Regions from separate parts of the Pan troglodytes genome. Here region 1 is linked to region 2. Evidence: chromatin contacts called from public Hi-C data. All regions are on one chromosome and are shown on one strand. The core of a region is the stretch at or near the end of the contact, and the rest is flanking DNA. Distances in the headings are between cores, read along the strand shown.

The links. A called contact is a pair of places that touch in the nucleus more often than the background predicts.
Region 1: a contact with region 2 is called in a Hi-C map of induced pluripotent stem cells, with 3 times the contacts expected there. The contact joins two enhancer-like sites. A contact is called at or near these places in 3 of 7 Hi-C or Micro-C datasets (induced pluripotent stem cells and stem cell-derived neural progenitor cells).

The regions. Positions count from the first base shown.
Region 1 is chr17:23,851,913-23,856,435 of NHGRI_mPanTro3-v2.0_pri, forward strand. LAMA1 (laminin subunit alpha 1) reads left to right here. Exons shown (of 63, transcript XR_010152023.1): 10 at 410-570; 11 at 1,696-1,836; 12 at 2,897-3,070. Among named protein-coding and RNA genes, the nearest start is that of LAMA1, 78 kb to the left of the region's middle. Within about 2 kb of position 2,204, at least 3 of the 24 cell types and tissues checked have an H3K27ac peak or open chromatin away from gene starts, as enhancers often do. A contact at or near this core is called in induced pluripotent stem cells, where this site is marked.
Region 2 is chr17:23,718,353-23,722,810 of NHGRI_mPanTro3-v2.0_pri, forward strand. No RefSeq gene overlaps it. Among named protein-coding and RNA genes, the nearest start is that of LAMA1, 56 kb to the right of the region's middle. Within about 2 kb of position 2,264, at least 2 of the 24 cell types and tissues checked have an H3K27ac peak or open chromatin away from gene starts, as enhancers often do. A contact at or near this core is called in induced pluripotent stem cells, where this site is marked.

The DNA.
Region 1 (4,523 bases), core at 954-3,453, 130 kb after region 2:
GCAGTTGCTGGATCTTATGGCAACTCTATACTTAACATTTTGAAGAAGTGTCAAAAGGTTTTCCAAAGTCACTCTACCATTTTATATTCCCAGCTCCCTCCATGGGTTTCATCTCTGTTTTCTTTCTTTAAACAAGGAATTGGCAAACTATGGCCCATGGGCCAAATCCAGCACACTGTCTGTTCTTATGAATAAAGTTTTATTGGAACGGAGATATAGCCATTTGCCTGTGTATTCTCTATGGCTGTGTTCAAACAATAACGGCTGAGCCGAGCAGCTGCAAATGAGACTCTGAGGCCAAAAAGCCTAAAATAGACACCCTCTGACCCTTTACAGAAAACGTTTGCCAACCCCTGCTTTAAACCTCTGTTGCCTTCATGTTGGGTCATTGCCATTGTTGTCTTTCTAGGGAAGCGGCCAGGTCAGTGCCCATGTAAGGAAGGTTATACAGGAGAAAAATGTGATCGCTGCCAACTTGGCTATAAGGATTACCCGACCTGTGTCTCCTGTGGGTGCAACCCAGTGGGCAGTGCCAGTGATGAGCCCTGCACAGGGCCCTGTGTTTGTAAGGTAAGTGGGGAGGTCAGAGACACCCCTGAGCTTCCTTTGAGCTTCTCTGGAAAAGGAGTGTTTTCCATTGGCTCCAATGATCAGTTCTTGAGCAAAGTGGTAAGGTTTAAGCAGAACTCCCCTTGCCCCTTCTCTCCAAGCCACACCGAGTTGGCTGTATTATATATGCTTGGACTCACATGGGCATCTGGCTTGCTTTTTTTGTACCTCTGGTAATGGTGATATATTCCAGAGGCATTTCTGTGACTTCTTAGAGGACACCAAACACTGCATACCTTTATATTCCCACCTCCTCTGTGGGCCTCATCTCTGTTTTCTTTCTTTAAACCAGGACTTGGTAAACTATGGCTCGTGGGCCAAATCTGACACACTGCCTGTTTTGTGAATAAAGTTTTATTGGAACAGAGCTGTATCCATTTGCTTATGTATTTTCTATGACTATGTTCAACCAATAAAGGCTGAGTTGAGTAGTTGCAAAAGAGATGCTGTTGACCCCTAGCTTAATTCTATGGTATTCTTTTCCAGCTTTGTATTCGGAAGAGAACCAGATTAACATTAAATTTCTGAGAACACCAATTAAACGCAGATATGCTATTTTGAGTGTCTCTTAAAAAGGAGTTGAATAGTCATAAGAAATGCATTAATATGGTGCCAGTGAGGGGTTTTATTTGGCCTTACAGTATTAATAACAATTTCTTCATAATTCATAGGACATTCCATTGTACCTATGTGCTTATTCCCACCTGTGCAGTCTTAGGCACATGTTATATACTACTGGAAATAATCTTGAGCATTTATGAATACGAGAAAATTCTATAGCTCTCTTCAGATTTTGAAATGCTGGCAAGATCAGTAAAAAATGAAAGATTTAAAACAAAACAAAACAATTTAAATGGAATGACCAAGTTCTAAGATCTCCAGCCTTGTTCTTGAGTACAAAATCAAATTATATATAATTCAAAATCTCTATTCTGGAAATATTGACTTTATGAGGCCTCACCTTTACTTTGGACGTTTATTCACCTGTCTCTGTGGATCACCGAACACCTATCTTGTTAATGTCATTTTATTCTCTCTGGACAGACACATTGGTTTCAAAAGCTAATCTTTTACCCTAACTTACAGGAAAACGTTGAGGGGAAGGCCTGTGATCGCTGCAAGCCAGGATTCTATAACTTGAAGGAAAAAAACCCCCGGGGCTGCTCCGAGTGCTTCTGCTTTGGCGTTTCTGATGTCTGCAGCAGCCTCTCTTGGCCTGTTGGTCAGGTGGGAGGCGCCATCTGCGAGGCGGGATTTAATGAGCAGGTCGTATTGCACAAGCTTGGCACGAGCTGTGTGAGGAGGAAATGAGGATGACTTCCCCTGTGACACCACTCTCATCGCTATGCAATGATACTGACGTGGGTCAAAGGCAGCCGTCTGCCTCTCAAGGTTCTTTATAGGTCATGTGTTTACTCCCACACACATTTCTATATAGAAAAAACAGGATGATGTGGCACTAGAGAACACGTCTTGTTTCAATTTCTTCTGTGGGGAAATGGATTGGGTGGGGAGGTCGGCTCTCCCTCCGCCCGCCCCTGCTGCTCTCAGGCCTGGGAGCCCAGAGGGCCGTGGGGCCATGGGGATTTTCCAGCTCAAAGAGGCTAAGGAGTAGGAGGCCCTCCAGTGGCAAGGGTGGGAACAGCGGCACGTGGTGTAGGGTTTAGGAATGCAGGCCAAGTTGTTTCCGGAACAGGGAGTTCTGGGGTGATGGGTTCAACAGGGGTGTCCAGTGGTGGCTAGGAGAGGTGGAGATGGTGTGATGGCTGCAGGCAAGGGAGGAGCTGCTCGGTAGGGACTTACCCAGCAGTGACTGCTGTGGCCACCATGCTGTGGGGAGTACCATCACCTCTATGTCGGTGACACATTGGGAGTATAAGATCTAGAGGTTATCTTTGTACATTTTTCAGCATTTGGGTAAAAAGCAGGGGGCAACGAAGAAGAGGGAGTCAGAGTTAGCAAGAGACATTTTGCTGAATGCGTTTATGATGTTCTTTGCTGTTTTAAATCTAAAATCTATACCCATGGCCTTTATGGTTTTGCTCATTTATTTGCTTACACTGGATCTGGATTTGGAGTAGTGAGACTTGTTCTCAGGTCCTCCTGGTCCTTTACAAGTGGAAGGGTCAAGGGTCATGAGGTTCAGCAGCCACAGGTGTTATGTTAATGCCGTCCCTAGAGAAGCTTTCTGGCCCATTTCTTCATTGTGAAAATATTAGTGCTGCACTGGGTGAAATCTAAGGTAAGTTCTATTTCATACTTCAAAATTCTTGAATTTGTTTTTAAGGTAAACAGTATGTCCGGGTGGCTGGTCACCGACTTGATCAGTCCCAGGAAGATCCCGTCTCAGCAAGATGCACTAGGCGGGCGCCATCAGGTCAGCATCAACAACACCGCGGTCATGCAGAGACTGGCTCCCAAGTACTACTGGGCAGCCCCCGAGGCCTACCTTGGAAATAAGGTGCGTGTGACCCTGCAGGTAGCGATGTCTCAGATGAAGATCTCAGGGAACACTGAGAAGGAACTTGCGCTGCTTGCATTTTAGGTAGTCTCATAGGGCACCTGAGTGTTGGACAGCATTTCATAGCCTGTACTTGGATCTGATGATACAAAGAAGGTTTTCTAGCCTTGTTAAACTTTATGTTGTATTATTCAAATAAGAACTTCTGCTCTTCTGGTCTGGTTCCTGAGCAGTGTGTTTGGTGAAGTCTCATCCCCCTCTCTGAGATAAACTTTCTGGGTCCCTGGATCACTTGTTTATGAAGTGTTCCTCACATTCCCGCTTTGTTTAGTTTGCCATAGGCTCAGCTTAGAGCCTCCATGGCTTAGTGGAGGGCCTGGCATACAAGAAACAACCCAGGGAAGGTTCCAGCAATGGGACTGCTGTGCTGCTCCCTCACTTTGAGTACCATGGCAGGCTGTGCTCATCTGAAGCTCACATTTAGGAACAGATGGAATACTTTCTGCTTTTGTTATATTTCAAGAAAATGCAAACTGGTGATTCTGCAATGTGGAGGTTGGTTTGTAAGCTTGGGCCTTCCTTGCAATGATGTGTTCCCATTCCCCATCCCCAGTTATGCTGCATCTCTCCAGATTCTGATTGATACGAAAATTTATTCCCGAGAATGCATCTCAATTATTATAGCTCCCTGCTTACCTTCCCGGGTTCTTTGTTTTGTTTTGTTTTAAAGTAATGGCATACAGGCATGCTAGTGTAGTCTTGTAGCTTGGTACGCTTCTATTTAATTTGATGATATTTTCATTTTAAAACTTGTTTTGTATATTTTTAAGGAGTATTTATTTTTGAAAATTATTTTTTCATCAAATTATAATCCTAGAACATGTGCTGTATTTATATGATTTTATCAACAGAGTTCAATGATTTTTTTTCTCTTGATATCACTTCTCCAATTTTATGGTGCAAAGTTGGGTTCTGAACAATATATTGCTGTCATATACCCATCAGAAAGAAAATCTTAATTTTATATTGAAGGACATCTAATCAGAAGAAACACCTTTAGTCCTTTCTCTAACTAGCAAATCAGACATATTCTTTGTTGTCCTATGAGGAGGATGCTGAAATGAAAATGTGGAGATTGCAGACATGGGTCAAACTCCTCATCCCCTAAATTACTTAAACGAAGTAAATATCTATTGTGTGATTAACAAAAGTTTATAGTAATTTGCCTTGTGGTCTCTAACAAAGAGTACATTTTTCTTCTGTGCTTTCAAACAGTGTCCTACATGTTGGTGATATTGATCAACCAAAATGTTTATGAATATATTCCCCTTTCACTGCCTTTAATGTGAATTTCCTTGTCTGTCATGGTCAAGGGGATAGTTGTAGCCTAGTTGTTTGCAGATGGATCCCAGTGACCACTTCCTCTTACTTGATTGTTGCTGTGATTGTCTTC
Region 2 (4,458 bases), core at 1,014-3,513:
GATAAACTCAATCAGATACCTTGAAAACTTCTGAAGAATATTCAGCTGGCTTACAGCTCATCATCAAATCCTAACAACTTCTCTAACAGAGAAAGTAAAATTATGAAAATTCCATACAAGGAACACATTTCATTAAAGTTGAAAGGGAGAGTAGGTTAAGAGTTACATGATGAATGGCCCCAAAACTGCTTATTAAAGAATAAACGGCCATGAAAATGTTGTCAATCAACAAGGCCTACTTTTTACTTTTTTCTCTTTTTCAATCCAATTCAAAAAATCCTGGTTATACCCAGCCCTCACCAGCCCTCACCAGGAGGTTATATGAATACTGACAGATGAATTTTTGTTGGCTTGATAAACCCGTTTTGTAACTGCAGAATCTCAGCGCATTTGGATGTCTTCCCCCAATTCTAGAATCTTCTTGGAGCACATCTGCTCTCAGGGTCCCCGTGTTTGCTCCTGCACGCTCCATTTTTTATCAACCTCCTTTTTCCTCAACTCAGTTTCCAGGCCTATCTGTGGGTATCCTCAGTCTCACTTGAAGGTAAGGAGGATGATTCGTCGAAAACGTTTAACTAATGGATTTCTCACTTCTTTCCCCTGGAAGTCACGTCCCATAGCAGTCACTAGACCATTTTGGAAGTGGGGAAGGTAGATCAGAAAGAGAAATGTGGGCCGGGCGCGGTGGCTCACGCCTGTAATCCCAGCACTTTGGGATGCTGAGGCAGGCGGATCACCTGAGGTTGGGAATTCAAGACCAGCCTGACCAACATGGAGAAACCAAGTCTCTACTAAAAATACAAAATTAGCTGGGTGTGGTGGCACATGCCTGTAATCCCAGCTATTGGGGAGGCTGAGGCAGGAGAATCGCTTGAACCCAGGAGGTGGAGATTGCGGTGAGCCGAGATCACGCCATTGCACTCCAGCCTGGGCAACAAGAGCAAAACTCTGTCTCAAAAAAAAAAAAAAAGAAAGAAAGAAAGAGAAATGTGACCGGGCATGGTGGTTCACACCTGTAATCCCAGCATTTTGGAAGACCAAGGCAGGCGGATGGCTTGAGCCTAGGCATTTGAGACCAGCCTGGGCAACATGGTGAAACCCCTCTCTACCAAAAGTACAAAAAGGAACCTGGCACAAGCCTGTAGTCACAGCTACTTGGGAGGCTGAGGCGGGAGGATTGCTTGAGCCTGGGAGGTTGAGGCTGCAGTGAGCCATGATGGCACCATTGCACTCCAGCCTGGGTGACAGAATGAGATGTTAGCTCAAAGAAAAGAAAAAAGAAAAAGAGAAATGTTAAGAAAACTTCCATCTAGAAAGAGAAAGGAGGGACAATGGGAGCTACTGGCTCGTGCAGGGAACAGGCTGGAGCTCGGGGGAGACGGTAGAGAAGGGGTCTCTTAAGGGCTGAACTGTGTTCCCCAACTCATCTGCTGCAGTCCAAACCCCAGTGCTTCAGAATATGGCTGTGTTTGCAGGGGGCTCTTTCAAGAGGGGATCGAGGTAAAATGAAGTCATTAGGGTGGGCCCTGATCCAATCTGACTGATGTCGTAAGAAGAGGAAATTTGGACATAGAGACCCACACAGAGGGAAGACCATTGAGGACACAGGGAAAAGACAGCCATCCAAGCCAAGGAGAGACCTCACCAGAACCCAACCCTGCCAACACCTTGGTCTTGGACTTTAGCCTCCAGAACTGAGAGGAAATAAGTTTCTGTTGCTTCAGCCTCCTAGCCCATGATTCTTTGCTATGACACCTGCAGCAGACTGAGACAGGCCTGACTGTCCCTCCTGGCCACCGGGTTGTGGCCTGACTATGAACAGGCTGATGGGCGCTGAGGGCAGAAGCTCCCTTGTCCTGCTTCCCATTGGGATTCTGGGCAGAAAACCTCTTAGCATTCTTGATCCAACATGAGGTTCCTGTTAGTGTGCAATCCGTAGCATCACTGGGCATGGAAGGACACATCTTCAGCTGCCCAGTTCTCCCTCAGCTCCTGGGATGCCCGGCGGGTCCCTAATCCTGGCGTGGGCCACATGGAGGGTCCAGAAGGCCACTCACATGCGGGAGGATGAGCTGAGGGGGACAGTGGTTGCTATGAGGGAAAAACCTGGGCCCCATAGGCCGACACAGCAGAGCAACTGCCCCGGCTGGGGAGCGCATGGAGTCACAGTTGGCTTCCGCTCTTTGGAGAGGGAGGTGGGGCCAGGCCAGCAGGGAGACACTGGGCCAGCTGACCTAAGAGGGTGGTGGCAGCAGATGGCAGCAGTGATCAATGACCAGGGTGACAGTCACTGTGGCTTAGAGGCCAAGGACACCGAGAGCAGCACAGGCCCCAGCTGCAGAGCCCAGGCTTCCTTGCCCAGGCACTGTTGGAAGACAAGGGAGAGGGTGTGGGTGTGGGGTGCTGAAGGAGGGAGTGTTTTCCTGTCAAAGGCAAATTGCAGCAGATGCAACATTCCCTTCGGGGCACAGGAGGGAAACTATAGCTTTCCTAGGAATCGGCAACTTCCCATGCAAGGAGCCCAAGGGTGGCAAATGCAGCCCTGGATTCCAGGGCCAGCCGCCACTTCTGCTAAACTGCAAAAAAGTCCCAGGTGTCATCTGGGCACCATGCCCAAATGGTGGAATTTCACTACTGGGAGATGGCATAATCACTTGTCCCTTGTGAAATGTCCCCACAGTCCTTCTTCTTTTTTTTTTTTTCTTTTTTTTTTTTGATACAGTCTCGCTCTGTCTCCCAGGCTGGATTGCAGTGGCGTGATCTCGGCTCACTGCAACCTCCACCTCCCTGGTTCAAGCAATTCCCCTGCCTCAGCCTCCCGAGTAGCTGGGACTACAGGCGCACACCACCACACCTGGCTAATTTTTTTGTATGTTTAGTAGAGACGGGGTTTCACCATGTAGGCCGCACTGGTCTGGAACTCCTGACCTCAGGCAATCCACCCGCCTCGGCCTCCCAAAGTGCTAGGATTACAGGCGTGAGCCACAGTGCCTGACCCCCAATTTTTTTTTAATTTCCCTTTTCTCTTTTCTTTCTGTGTTATCAAATGCTAACTCCCCAAGGTGTCACCGAAACAATCTGTTGATAAACACACAAAGCCCTGTAGATTCTGACTCTAAGGAAGATGAGGCAGAGGCAGGAGGACAAAGCTGGCATTTTTATTGAGATGCTGAAGTCTGATTCCAGGTGGGTTTTCCCATTGAATGGGGCCTTGATTAGGCTTGGGTGAGGACCATGTTGTAATAGGTGAGGATTTCGGGATGACACAGCAAACCGGTGATTCTGAGGCAGGGTTAAAAGAGACTTGAGAGGGTTTGATGTTTTGTATTGAAAAGCTGATGGGTCTTTCCAGAAGACGCTGAAAAGATAAAGTTATCTACAGCTCTGTGGCAAGAGTTTTCTGGAATAGTAAACTCATGTTGACGAGGACAAACACGCCAGTGAAGTCACGTTCATGTAGACAGTGAGCTGTGTGGTGTAGACAGTCCCAGTTCTCAATCTGGTACAAGAAAGCCCTGGTCCAGAGGCGGATGAGGCAGCGTGGCCAAGCAGAGCTGGTCTGCCTGGGCTCTCCAGGGCTCTGTCGCTTATGGTGTGTGAGATTTGGGGATAGTTGCCTCACCTCAAGGCCTGGAAGATAGCAAGTTCTTGCTGTTAATCTTATCAGAATCTATTCTCAGCCCTCAAAGGACTTCAGCATTCATGGAGAAATCAGATGTGCCGCAGGCGTGGCCTGAGAGACCCAGGCTCACCTCCCGGCATATCCTTGGGCAAGCAGGTTGCCGCATGTCCAGCCTCACAGCTCCCCGCCTGCAGTCTCTTCCGTGTGCTTCACAGGGCTGTCATGGAGAGCGCATGCAAAACCACACACGCTCAATTCTGGAGCCCTCTGCTATGAACGGCATCCCTAAGGGGCCTCCCATTCACTTCCCCCATCTCTCTTACCTCCCCTTCCCCACCCCGTCTCCATTCCTCTGCCAGTTGCTCCCCTCCCACGCCTCTTGTTTCTCCCCTCCCTGCCTGTGCCTTTATTTACCCTTTCTGTGTATGTTTGGTTTCTTTTCAGGGTAAAACCGTTATTCTAGGCCTATGTTTGTCTAGTTTCAGCTGAAGACACCACATATGTTTACCACAGTTTGGCTTTGGCAACAGAGTCCTAGGGTCAGACCCAAGCTAGCTAGCTGTGCAGACGGAGGTAAGGTACCTAATGCTGCGCCATCTGTTTGCACATCTTAACGATGACACAGTGCCTGCTGTGTATAGAGGTGTATTCACGTTGGCCGGCAGAGGCAGATGAAGGAATGCTTGACTCACCTCCCAAGGTCTCCCAAGTAAACCACAGGAACTACTTTGTCGGGGGCTTTGGGGTCTGTTGGACTAGTGGGCCAGGCTGTCTGCGTCCCAGTCGTGGCTCCACCCCTCAGGGCCAGGTTAGTGAGGCGCTGAGGAGCTCCACTT